Regions from separate parts of the Ovis canadensis genome. Here region 2 is linked to region 1. A link is a contact called in public Hi-C data. All regions are on one chromosome and are shown on one strand. Each heading gives the region's core, a stretch centred on a gene start, on an enhancer-like site or on the middle of the called end of the contact. The rest is flanking DNA. Distances are from core to core; before and after follow the strand shown. Region 1 holds the start of SCAF11 (SR-related CTD associated factor 11). Region 2 holds the start of ARID2 (AT-rich interaction domain 2).

Region 1 (3,729 bases), core at 1,080-3,579:
ATTATACTCTCAGTCGGATGGCTCATAACAGTGCTTGTTGATCTGGTTGCATCACATTCTTTAAACAAAGTTTTCAGTGTTTGTCTTAGTCATCCTTTATCACATTCTTTATAATGTATTGTTATAAACTCCTCTATATCATTGTTCCTTCAAATATCCCAAACACGGGAGAGCCCATCTGAATTCCCAAAGTTCATATCCAAAACTATACATTGTAAGACTCAAAGACAAGGCTGACAGTCATACATTCCTCCCGCAACTATTTACCAAGTCCTTACTGAGCACAGGCACTGTGCCAGGAGCTGTTGTTAGGAAAGTGTTAAGACACTGTCCCAGTGCTCGCTGCGTGAGACGGACAAACACATTGAGCTGACCAAACACATTGCACAAGAATGGGGTGCAGAGAAGTGAGGAGGAGGGGGTGCCGGCAACAGCCTAGTCTGGCAAGTGCAGCAGAAGGGTACCCAATGAGGGAGGGGTCTGGAAAAGCTGGAAGGAAAGTCATCCCAGGCATGGCTTTGCAAGGCTGCTATCCAGGAGTGCAGGCGTCAGACTCTTCAGGACCCCTTGGACTATAGTTCACCAGGCTTCTCTGTCCATGGGATTGTCCAGGCAAGAATACCGGAGTGGTTGCTATACCCTCCTCCGGGGGATCTTCCCCACTCAGAGATCCAACCAGTTGTCGTTCCTTGGTCTCCCGCATTGGCAGGTGGATTCTTTACCACTGCGCCACTTGGGAAGCCACCTGGGAAGCCCTCAGCGTGACCAGGGGAGTGCAAAGCCCATAGAAAGTAAGGAAGGAGGCAGACGACCCCAAAACGTGTGACAGCTAAGACGGGATGTGATTGAGACCTGAGTGAGCCAAGTTAGAGGCCCAGGGACAGAGCTTTGCGGGGGTGCGGGGGGGGGGGGGGGGTGTGTGTGTGCAAAGACCTTCGGATAGAAGAGAGGGGAAGGACACCCAGAGCAGGAAGAGTAGTCAGAAGTGTGAAGATTTATCCTGAAGATAAACTATGTGGTTAAACGGTCGGTGACCTTAAAAAGCAGTGTGAAAGGTATATCCGAGATAAAATAAGAGATTTGATGACCCTACGGAGAAAGAATCAATGAAGTGAAGTCGCTCAGTCATGTCCGATTCTGGGACCCCATGGACTGTAGTCTACCAGGCTCCTCCGTCCATGGGATTATCCAGGTAAGAGTACTGGAGTCTCCCGCATTGTAGGCAGACGCTTTACCGTCTGAGCCAGCAGGGAAGACCAAAAAAATCGATAATGGTACACAAGTTCCATATAGCAGTCTCCGACGTATTCTTGAATGAATCATCACCTGTCTCTATCTAACCACCACCAAATTACCTTGGTGGTTAGGAGAGACATTACTTGCGGACAAAGGTCTGGCTAGTCAAAGCTATGGTTTTTCCGGTAGTCACGTATGGATGTGAGAGTTCGGCTATAAAGAAAGCTGAGCTCCAAAGAATTGATGTTTTTGAACTGCGGTGTTGGAGAAGACTCTTGAGAGTCCCATGGACTGCAAGGAGATCCAACCAGTCCATCCTAAAAGAAATCAGTCCCAAATATTCATTGGAAGGACTGATGCTGAAGCTGAAACTCCAATACTTTGGCAACCTGATGCGAAGAACTGACTCACTGGAAAAGACCCTCATGCTGGGAAAGACTGAAGGCAGGAAAAGAAGGGGAAGACAGAGGATGAGATGGTTGGATGGCATCACCAACAGGATGGACGTGAATTTGAACAAGCTCCGGGAGCTGTGATGGACAGGGAAGCCTGGTATGCTGCAGTCTATGGGGTCACAAAGAGTCGGACAAATCTAAGCTACTGAACTGAACCACCAAGTGGATCAGGATCACATTTAATTTTTTGTTGTGGGAATTTAGATACGGGGACATGCCTAGGCTTGATGAGTCATGTAGGATACCTCTTCAAAGCGTTTTAAAAATGCCCACTGGGCAGGAAGAAAGAGGTGAGCATATAAGTTGGGGCCACTTTAGCCTCCCTGCAGGATGTAGTTCAGGCGGGTAACGCTGCAGGAAGAAAACTTAATCCACCGCCAAACAACAAAACACTGTTTTCAATAGCAGATAGGATAGTAAAGGCCGCACAAAGCCCCTCATGTCCTGTTCCCCGAGAGCCTTCTTAACTGTCTTCTGCAGCTTGGGGTGTACAGCCGGCAACGCAAGGCTGACTCCAGCGCGCCGCGCAGGCGCAGAACCCGCGGCGTGGGAGGAGAGCCGGGCGTTAAGGACGTTTCCCAGAAGCCCGCGCCACGAGCTGGGGCCCTCCCTCCTGCTCGCAGGCCGCGTGACTTGACTCCGCCCGTCACGTTCTTCCGTCGCAAACGGTGGATTGCCAGCGCCCCCCTGAGGTCTGGTTGAGCGCTGCAGTCGTGCACGCAGGGCCAGTGCGAGCGGGTAGGGAAACAGCGAAGGGTCCGCCGCCGCCGCCGCCGCCGCCGGCGTCACCGTAGCGCGCCGACCTGTGGCGGCGCGGCTTAGCCGAGGGGAGAAGAGGGGGAGGGGGAAGGGGACGCGCGGAGCGGAGCGGGAGGAGGCCAGACGGGGCGGGGGGAGGGGGAGCAGCGGTGGCGCAAGCCGCGCGGAGCAGCGCAGCCCGGGTCCGCTCCCTGCTCCACCGCCGCCACCTCCCGCGCCAGCCAGCAGAGCCGGCCTCAGCGGCCCCCGGAATACCTCAAAGCGGACGGAGTCCATGTTGGGGAACTTGGCGGCGGCGTGACGGGAACCTGGGGACCTGCAGTGGGGCTGCCGCCGCCGCCGGAGCCTGCGCCTCGACCTCGGCCTGAGGTAAACACGGGCCGACCCCGGGGGTGGACGGGCGCAGACAGCTGTCGCTGCGGGGTGGGGTGGACGGGCCGGCGGAGTGGGGGAGAGGGGGCCCGGGGCGATGGGAGGGCGGACAAAGTTTCGGAATCCCGCGCGGCCCAGGCGGCGTTCTGCGCTCGGAGGAAAGTTGGAGCCGCCTCTCGAGGCGGGGGAGGCTGAGGCGGGGAGGCCCCGCGTTCCTCTCGCCACCCCCGCGAGGGCGGCCCCGTGTCGGCCGCCGCCGCCTCGCTGTCGGTACCCCGTCCCATTTCCTCCTTGTGGCCTACCCGCCGCCTCCGCCGGCGGCTCCCGTCCCCGCCCGGGGTCCTGGGGGAGTGGGTTGAGCCTAGGGTTCTCGGCGGCAGGGTCGCCACACGTCCAACCCCGTCCCTGCGGGGCACTGTGTCCTGCTGGGCTTCCGGGAGCTCCCCGACTCCGGCTCTCTCTCGACTTGGGAGACTTTGCTTTTGTCAATAGCGTCCAAGCCCGTTTGTGAAACCAAACTTTACTGCGCGGTGACCTCTCGGAGTGCGCGACTAGGGAAGAGCCGGCGTTTCAGAGCATCCGCGTTACCCCATGCTCTGAATTCCAAACTCTTCTCCCACCTTCGATTTTTAAACCAGTTTCCCCGTCTGATGAGAGGGCCGGGAGGTCTCAACTTGGCTCCATCAGTCGCTCCTCCTTAGCTACTAGGAATTTTGAACCATTAAAAACATTTTTTAGAGAGGTCTGGCCGTCTTGCTCTGTCCCCCCATTTTGAAAAATTGTTCTGAAAGTAAGCGCCTGATTTAAGAGTAGTTGAATAAAACATTCAGATACGAATATGGAATTTAAAAATATTCTCAAAGTATTTCTGTACCCTGTTATATACACAGTGTCTACGAGTTGAGCG
Region 2 (3,699 bases), core at 228-2,727, 300 kb after region 1:
GGAGACTTTTTGGAGGAGGCCAGCGAGAGGGAAATACAAATTAAAACTTCCACTCACCTTCGCGAATCCGCCTAAAGTAGTGACTCTGGTGTAGAGACCGTGAAGATCCAGCTCCTTCCCACCCACCGCAGGGATTTTTTTAAAAGGCGACCTGCGGGAGAGAGAAAGCCCCGCACTTGTCAGCCGGGACCCCGCGGCGGCCCGAGCGGGAGAGCCCCGTTCGCCCCGGCTCGCCCCGGCGCTGCCCCCCCGGTTCTGCTCTCACCCTCTGCTGTGGTGGAACTGCCGCAGCTCGTCCAGGAAAGCGAGTCCCTTTCTCCGCTCGTCCGGAGGCGCCTTCCCCGTCGAGTTTGCCATTATTTTTTCAAAGGAGGTTTTAAAAAAACCCAGATCGGTGTTTTAAAAGCGCCCCCCGCTCCCAGCGCTTCCTACCAGAGCCCGGAGCCCATTCCTCGGCCGGCGGCGGCGGGGCTCAGTCATGGGCCGGCGGTGGCGGCGGCGGCGGCGGCGGCGGCGGCGGCGGCGGCGCAGGGAGGGAGGGAGGGAGGGGGAGGAGGAGGAGGAGGAGGGGAAGGAGGGAGCAGGAGGCCAGGGGGAGAGGAGGGAAGGAGGGAGGGGAATTTCTAAAAAAGTTTAAAGAAATCGGAGCGAAACTAGAGGGGCAGGCGACTGCCGGATCCGCGCGAAGCCGCGGGGCGAGCGCGGCCCCCACCCCTTCCTTCCCTCCCTCCCGCGGCCCGGCTCTCGCCCGCCTCTCAGCGCCGCCGGCTCAGGCGGCTCGGCCCGGGGACGCGATTCAACATGGTGCTGCTGCCGGGGGCGCGCGAGCGGGCGAGGGGAAAGGCGAGCCGACGGTGAGGGGCCGGGGTGGCCGGAGGCCCGGGAGTTTCGGCGGCCGCGGCGGCGGCGGCGGCGGCGGGGCTGGGGCAGGCGGGGCTGGGGGTGGGGAGGGGGAGGTCTGTGTGGTGGTTTGTGGAAAGCGGGGTGACAGCGTGTATTCCGGCCGCAGCTCCGCGGGGCCCTCGCACACATTCACGCGCGGCCTCGCGGCCGGGGCGTCCCCGGGCAGAAGGCACCGGCGGCAGCCGAGCCGCTGCGCGCCGCCCGCCCGCTTCCCTCCCCGCCAGCCTCCCTCTCTGCCGCCTCCAGCGTCGCCGCCACGGCCGGGCAGCCAGAGCCGCACAGCGACCCCCGAGGGCCGGCCGCGGCACTGCGCCTGACTCCACACCGCCCCGGCAGCTCCTCGCGGGGAACAATAGACTCGGCTCGCCGGGCTTAGGGTTCATCTGCAATGTGCCGCACATTTCACACGCACACAAAGCCGGCGGAAAGGGGGGAGGCGCGGGGAAACGGCCACTACCGGTTGTTCCAGGGTTAGGGGTGGAGGCGATGTTCGCGTCCCCGGCCCGGCAGTTGGAAGGGCCGCCTTGGAGTCCCCGCCCGTCCGACAGAACTGGTGTAGAGCTCGGGAGGGAAAGGAAGCCCAGAGGGGAAGCTCCTCACGCTAGCTTCATTCACTGATAGGAATAAAGTCAACCTGTCACCTTTTTTTTTATAAGGTCTAAAAGAATCGGCTTTTCTGAGCTTTGTGGCGATAGTCAGGGGGGGCCTGGTTAGCACATTTTCCATGACTTACACACAAACTAACTTTAGCAAACTGTAAATTAAATACAATGTGAACTGTCTGTCCTAGTTCTGTGGAAATGGAATCATGCTCTTAATTCATCTTGACTTTTGTTGGTTTCATTTCTCAAACTAGATTATTCTGTGCAGTTATGCAAACAGTAATTAAACTGATTGGGAAGCAATCTTTTGAACTTGGACGATAATAATTAACGTTTATATTTTTATATTAAGGTATGTTATAGTTTGCTTAAAACATATTGAATAAAATCTTATGTTTTTGCTTTTTCTCAAATGTCTTAATACGATCCCGGTTTAAAATATTTTTGAAGCTCAAAATAAGAGGCTGTTCAAATGGGAGACGTAACATCTCAACAAATACTACCACAAGTTTATATCTACAAGGGGTGTTGGGGTCAGCCGTTTGCTGCAAATGTTAATTAAGCTTCAAGAATTGTGAAGCATATTATTATTCCCATTTCCGCGATGGCCACTATAGGCAAAGTCACCGACACCCAAGGTCACATTCTAGTAAAGGGTTGGATGGGTTATTTCAGGTAGTGATTCCAATGAGAACATTTATTTGGTAGTGAAAAGAATTATGTAATATAGTCCAGCCACGCTTCCGGTGCTCACTCTAGGAAACGGATTATTTCTCAAGTAAAGTTTGCCTCTTAAACGGGGTTGGAATAAGGCTATGGCTAGGCAGTTCCTGACACCCAAGGGCCAGTAAGTGTCTCGGAAGCCAGTGAGGGGCGGAGACGAGGCCGGGGGAGTGGAGCAGCGAAGCCCAGGCTGGAGGCGAGGGGGGGCGGGGCAGAAGGGAGACCAGGTCATCCGTCCCTTCCCCCACCAGTCCTCTTAGGGGTGGTGGAGATATGGGCCGCAGAGCTGCGAGTCCCGAGCTGTGCGGATTCCCTAAACGCCGCACTTGCGCACAGCCCCTTACGTAACTGTCAGCGCCGGGGATTCCCTAGAGGGGGTCATTCTATTCAACCATTACACACACCCGGGGCTCCTGCCGCCGCGCCGCCGCCTCACAAAATGGCGGCGCCCATAGAGGAGACAGCGGCCGCCTCCTCGGCCCCATTTTGTGGGAGGCGAGAGATCTGTCAACATGGAATACCTCCGCTAAGGATACATCTGAGTTTGGAAATCCTGCTTAAGGGATGGAGCCGAGAGGATCTGCTTCGACGGAAAATGTCAGCGACTTCTAGCACCTCCACGCTTTTTCACTTTTTTCATTTTCTCTAAGGAAGCGCCCGAAGCTGCCGGGGTACTTGTAACTGAAGAGAGAAGGGAAAGCTGCAGCTGACTGCTCCGGGAACTTGCCGCGGCGTCTTTTGGCTTTGGTTGCTCTTCCCCGCTCCCGGGAGCTGACCGCGGTCTCGCGGAGGGTCGCCTGGGGCCCCGGGACGGCTCAGAAAGGACCGGGACCCGGCGACACCAAGTGGCAGCGGCCTCCGCCGAGTCACTTCAACAGCGAGACTTTTCAGTAGTTTTTAAATGCCAGAGTCCGCAGCCCCACCGGGATCCCTTGCCAGAGTCGTGAGCTCCGGGAGCCGCGGACGCTCCTGCTCCGTCAGGCGGCCGGGAGCCGGGTTGCCCGGAGTCGGCGGTCCTCGCGGATGCCGGCAGCCTCGGCGCGCCGGGTGGTCGCCGTCGGGACCCGGGCCCTGAATGATGCTACCGGGGCAGGAGTGGGAATGAAGGCACGTACACTGAAATTTAAGTCGTCTGGACCTAGGGTTGTATGTTTTAACCGTGTTTTAGGTTAAACGTTAGAACGTTTTTTCTAGTATCCCACTGCAGTGGGCGAACCTGGCTGTCTTATTTCGAATTTGAAGGGCAGGATGGAGGGGTGACATTTTCTGGTTTTGTTTTTAACGGGGAGGTGGCCACTTCTAAGCCACTGACTGCTTGCTGTTTGTGTGTGTTTGTGTGTATACAACAGTGTGTTTTGCTTTGCAGTACAGATAGCAAAGGCTAAACACCTGGAGTGTGATCCTAACGTTTTAATGCCCCCACCCCTTTTTTTAACATTTAAAATGTGATATGTAACGGGACATATCGATT

What was found. A called contact is a pair of places that touch in the nucleus more often than the background predicts.
Region 2: a Hi-C map of fibroblasts shows a contact between it and region 1, with 5 times the contacts expected there. The contact joins the promoter of ARID2 here to the promoter of SCAF11 in region 1. A contact is called at or near these places in 2 of 2 Hi-C or Micro-C datasets (fibroblasts and lung).

What each region holds. Positions count from the first base shown.
Region 1 is chr3:146,172,996-146,176,724 of ARS-UI_OviCan_v2, forward strand. SCAF11 (SR-related CTD associated factor 11) reads left to right here and starts at 2,330. Exons shown (of 16, transcript XM_069584504.1): 1 at 2,330-2,819.
Region 2 is chr3:146,476,280-146,479,978 of ARS-UI_OviCan_v2, forward strand. It overlaps ARID2 (AT-rich interaction domain 2), which reads right to left and starts at 1,478. Exons shown (of 21, transcript XM_069584502.1): 1 at 266-1,478; 2 at 58-151. The coding sequence starts at 357.